Regions from separate parts of the Macaca mulatta genome. Here region 1 is linked to region 2. Evidence: chromatin contacts called from public Hi-C data. All regions are on one chromosome and are shown on one strand. The core of a region is the stretch at or near the end of the contact, and the rest is flanking DNA. Distances in the headings are between cores, read along the strand shown. Region 1 has its middle 25 kb from the start of EED. Region 2 overlaps PICALM (phosphatidylinositol binding clathrin assembly protein).

Region 1 (2,700 bases), core at 13-2,512, 160 kb after region 2:
CTAGGGTAAGTTCAACACCTGTGCAGGCTGCCTTCCCTCCCAGACAGTTGTATCTGAACACCACTGTGGACTAACAAAACTAATAATTTACAATATTGGCATGCTTCTTCCATATGTCATTCACAGGTCTGCTTCATTCCTACAGATTAAACACCTCTCCAGGATCCTAGATTCATGCCATTGCTCCTAGCGCTTCCACCTTCTCACTTTTAAATTAAATGAGGGCTGGCTCTGTCCAAGAACACAATCTTTATTTTGTAAAGAAGGCATCTACCTCACATTTGGCTTTGCATTTCTCCAAATTCCAGACTTCTGCTGGCAGGATGTTCGAGTCCCAAAAGTGAATCCTGGCAAATCCAGATTCTGTTCCCACCACAGGGGATGGAGCCTCACAAATGTGCAGCTAGGTGCCTTTGTAGTCTAAGCCTCTCAAGAGTACATTTTCTGGTGCTAGAAACAGGTCTCCATCTCTGCCTGTTGGTAATCACTAATTAAAGGTTTGGGTAAGATTTCCTCGCAGCAAGAATCCTGCTGTGAATTTCCTGCCTCCTAAATCTTAGTCCCTTGCCTGACCACACCAGATGCCAATCTTGTACAATTAGGAGGTGGAAACAATCTGCCAGGATCCTGAATCCTGCATGTGGCTGCACAAGCTTCTCATCCAACACATACACAAGAGGACGCTGGACAAATGCCCATGCTTTGCTGCCAGTTCATGCTACATTCCAAACCCTATCAGGTCTCTCGCCTCAGCAGCTGGACTGAACAAAGTGGACTCCCTGAGGTTACTTTTGCCCTCCTGACTGGAGAACGTCCCACACACGAATCCCAAGGCAGGGAAGAGATGAAAAGATGAAAGCATTACAAGAGTTAACCAAAGCTGAGTCGCCAGAGGTCACTGACGGGGAAAGTCTTCTCTCAGCCCACTTCTGTTTATAACCACTTTATTCCTTCAACAGAATCCCCTGCAGAATCATCTCTCTGAAACCTCCATCTATATCTGAAATCCCCATTTTTGTCCTGGAGTCTCTTCAGAGATCCTTTTTCTTTGAAAGGAAGGATGGAAACCTTGAGCGCCCCCTGGAGGTAGGAGTGTGTTAGTAAGCGTCTCCTTGGACTGTGGTTCTTTTTGTACCAGTTGATAGCAGCTTTAGTGCCAGTTGGTTGATACCTTTGACACCTGAATTGCTGATTTTCGCCGTTTCCAGTGCTGCCTCTAGGTGACCTGTCTACAACTTCTATGACAGCTGACTGGGGCTTCCACCTTCTTTGTATTCTAGCCTTGATAAGGGGAAGGATCCCTTGCCCTGCTGCAGAAGTAAAACAGCCTGTTTCTCAGCCTTGTCCTCCATTTTCTCCTCTCAGACAGTTTGTTACTCCTACAATTCTACTTGACATCTCTCTAACTTGCATTGCTCCCTTCTTCTGTATCCTTATTACTGCTCTTCAGTTTGTATAAAATTATTGTCCTACCTTCAGCCCTTATCCTTATGAAACCCTTTTCCATTCTTTAGAAGCCCAGTTCACCGGCCACTTTCCCCACACCTACCTCTGAAATCTTGTAGAACTTATTTACAAAGTTCTTATCATACACTGCCTTGTATTTTAGTTATCTCTCTATATATTATCTTACCATATCCAACCAATTACCCAGCACGGTGTCTAAGATCCAGTATGCAGTTAATAATCATTAGATAAAAGTTGAATTAAGTTGTTGAAGGATGTTTTCAAACACCCAATTTTCTAAGAATAGAGAAAACGTTACTGTTAAAGATGAAAAAATACAAAGAAAGAAGAAATAGAAAAAATAGATGGGGCAGGCAGAGACACAGGAAAGAATAGTGACTATATAACTATAAGTCAATACATGAGAATACCAGTATGTTATAGAAAGAGCACAGAACTAAGTGTCAGAAAACTGAGCTCAAGTCCCGTTTGGTTTTTAATGAACTAAATGATCACTAAACTACTCCCTGGGCCTCAGCGTTTTCTCTAAAGAACCAAAGCAGTGGGTTATATGACCTCTGAAGTTTATTACCACGTTGGCATTGTATGACCATCTCTCTATTCAGGCATAGTGGTAGTTGATTAAACAAGATAGCGCTCAGATTGCACCTGTCACAGAGACTGGCATAATATGTGTGCTAATAAATGCTAGTTCCTCTTTTCTTCGCACATAATGGAAATATTCTGCAACACTCTCAATTTTAATAAAGGGAAAAGTTCGCCTTTATCCGTTGAGGATGGAGGTATACTGAATATTTGTCTGATAACATGGTAAAAGAGAATTGTACAGCTTGTTTAATCTTATTTTATGGAAGAATTTTCCAGTGGTTAAGTCGTTTTTTTCCTCCAGGTCTTGCCATATGCTATTTCAAGGGGAAGCTTCTATTCTACAACAAACTACTTTTTGAGTCAAATGAAGAACTGAAAAATAGTTAGGCTTAAACAAATTCTTAGTCAACCACATCATGGTCTGGAAAGACACAAAAACCATTTGGCAAAGATTGTTCTAAATACTGTGAGAAAGGAGAAAGGTAGCAGGTGATACCAATCAAAAAGGCGAACAACTTTAAATAGGATATTAGCTGATTCCGGAGAATTAAACAAAATTTTTGGAACCTATGACAATTGCAGATATTCAGATTAATATGTGTAGGAACAACTTATGTATCCATGATTTTAAAGGAATAAGGAGGT
Region 2 (2,835 bases), core at 191-2,690:
GGCAGGAGAATGGCGTGAACCCGGGAGGCGGAGCTTGCAGTGAGCCGAGATCTGGCCACTGCACTCCAGCCTGGGTGACAGAGCAAGACTCCGTCTCAAAAAAAAAAAAAAAAAAAAAAAAAGAAAGTTGACATCTCAAAATGTAATCTTACATATTTACATAAATTATATTTCTCAAAGAAAAGCTCTCTCCTATCTATATCTCATTCCATATAAGTTTTCTGTGAGCTAAGAGGCTCCCCTTCAGATTGCGTGACCTCTAGTCAAGGTTCTTCAGAGCCATCTAAATGTTGGATTTATTCTCTGTGTCTTCTTACTAGTAGTGTTTTAGTTTAAGTATCTGGAAAATAGAGCCAATAGGACTATCTGATGAATAAGTTTGTATAAATATTGTGTTAATAATGCATGTCAATTGCCCCAGACATAAAAAGGTCTCCTTAAATGTTAGCTATTCTCCCCATTTTGTATGTTATGTCCTAACTAAACCAACTGATACGGTTTGGTTCTGTGTCCCCACCCAAATCTCACCTTGAACTGTAATAACCCCCACGTGAAGTACGGGACCAGGTGGAGATAATTGAAACAGCATGGCAGTTTCTCCCATGCTGTTCTCAAGATAGTGAGTGAGTTCCCATGAGATCTGATGGTTTTACAAGGGGCACTTCTCTCTCCAGCCATCATGTGAAAAAGGACATGTTTGCTTCCCTTTCTGCCATAATTTTAAGTTTCCTGAGGCCTCCCTGGCCATGCAGAACTGTGAGTCAATTAAACCTCTTTTCTTTATAAATTACCCAGTCTTGGGTGTTTCTTCATAGCAGCATGAGAATGGACTAATACACCAATTTTTATCAGATTTTGTGAATCCCTGAAGACTGAAAGGTTTCCTTTCTTTTATAAAATTTCTACTTTCAGATCAAAGTTAGGTTTACATTATTTCTGTTGAGAAGACTTCTTCAATGATTCCTGTGCAATCTAGAGACTCGGAAATCCCCCAAACCTCAGTAATTGCCACCATTCATTCAGTCTATGATAAAGTTAATACAAAAAGCTTGAGGCAGCAAAATCTCATCCTCAGCTTCCAGATCAGCAAAACTCCTTGCCTTTCCTGTTTTCACACTGGCAGCAGAAACTACAGATAAAGTGTAATTTTGAAAAATTGGCTCTAACTATGGTCCAACTTGACCTACGGTAGCCAAAAAGCTGTATCTAAAGGTCATATAATTAAAAGTCATACTCCCTTCACAATCTAGCCTCAATTGTTCCAACTATACTTCTCATTGCACCCAACCTGTCCCTCTCACAGTCCAAAAGCACCCCATTTACAAATTTCTTTGTTTCTCAAACACAATTTCAACTTCCTGTCTACAAATGTTTGCTCATGCTCTTTCCTCCACCTGAAATGCCTAGTGTTCCTAATAACTTATCATTTAAGGTCCAGTTCTCTTCCCTTATCAAAAGCAGTATCTCACTCCTCTGATTTTTAACGTCATTTGATCTGTACTTATCTCACACTGTCTGGCAATACAGCTATCTACATATGTCATCTTCCCTACCAGACTGAGGACAGATTAGTGTTTCTGCACTTTGATTTCACAATAATCTCAACACGACCTGAATAGTGACACTGTTAATTAAATTTGGCCTAAAGCTGCTTCCATTAGCAGTGAACTGCACCTCAGTATGGTAAAACTGCAACCTAACTTGAGTATATTCTTGTTCCGAGCAGCTAAGTTTTCTGCCAATCACAAGCTGCAAGCTGCTCAGACGTGTCCAAATAAGGCAAACGTGGACCCAAATGCAGACCTGTAATGAATCAGGCTATGTCAAGATGTCACTTCTTTTTCTGTCTATAAATCCTGACTATCCACATTGCTGGGTGGAACTTTCCAAACCTTTACTCCTTCAGGGTGCTGCTCAATTCATAATTGTTTCTTTGCTCAAATTAACTGCCAAATTTAATTTGTCTAAAGTTTTATTTTAACAAGACTCAATATGTAATGCTAAAGAGCATATTAATTTCTATAAGACTAACAAAGTCTTTTTTTTGAGACAGGGTCTCGCTGTCACCAAGGCTGGAGTGCAGTGGCATGACCTCAGCTCACTGCAACCTCTGCCTCCTGGACTCAAGTGATCCTCCCACTTCAGCCTTACAAGTAGCTGGGACTATAGGCGTGTGCCACCATGCCCAAATAATTTTTATATTTTCAGTAGAGATGGGATTTCACTATGTCACCCAAGCTGGTCTCAAACTCCTGGACTCAAGCAATCTGCCCACCTCGGCCTCCCAAAGTGCTGGAATTACAGGCATGAGCCACGGTACCCAGCCAAAACTAACAAAGCCTTGTTTGGTAGAGATCCAGCTTTAAAAATGCACAAGTGACAATATATCATTTTCAGATACATATAAGTCACTAATTAAATCAAACAGGCCACCAAGATTCTTACTGACTCTAAACTGATTTAACAAATCTTATGTATTCATACTATCACCCAATAAGATAGTTTGTGTTTAAGTTCACTCATAAATTTAGAACTCAATAAAAGCTCAATTCCCAGAGAAGTCCACAAAAACCATGAGTTCACAGTATGCCTGATTTTAGTTATTTGCAGACCCAAACATTATGTATAATAACATTCAGAGGTCCAATTTTGGATGGTAAGGTATACTGAGCCCCCTGCACATGTGCCAGCAGAATTATGCATTCCTTCTTTCCTATTCTTCTCAACAACCCCACTACAAACTATGTGTGAAAAGGAAAAAATACATTGCTAGTTTCACAGCACTGGTATCTAAAGCTAGGGAAGCAGCTAATAAATGGGAGAAAGGAGGGCTCT

Evidence for each region. A called contact is a pair of places that touch in the nucleus more often than the background predicts.
Region 1: a contact with region 2 is called in a Hi-C map of blood, with 3 times the contacts expected there. The contact joins two enhancer-like sites. A contact is called at or near these places in 3 of 14 Hi-C or Micro-C datasets (blood, fetal cortical plate and fibroblasts).

Annotation. Positions count from the first base shown.
Region 1 is chr14:86,813,864-86,816,563 of T2T-MMU8v2.0, forward strand. No RefSeq gene overlaps it. Among named protein-coding and RNA genes, the nearest start is that of EED, 25 kb to the right of the region's middle. Within about 2 kb of position 1,263, at least 4 of the 40 cell types and tissues checked have an H3K27ac peak or open chromatin away from gene starts, as enhancers often do. A contact at or near this core is called in blood, where this site is marked.
Region 2 is chr14:86,651,746-86,654,580 of T2T-MMU8v2.0, forward strand. All of the region lies in intron 1 of PICALM (phosphatidylinositol binding clathrin assembly protein), which reads right to left. Among named protein-coding and RNA genes, the nearest start is that of PICALM, 16 kb to the right of the region's middle. Within about 2 kb of position 1,441, at least 6 of the 40 cell types and tissues checked have an H3K27ac peak or open chromatin away from gene starts, as enhancers often do. A contact at or near this core is called in blood, where this site is marked.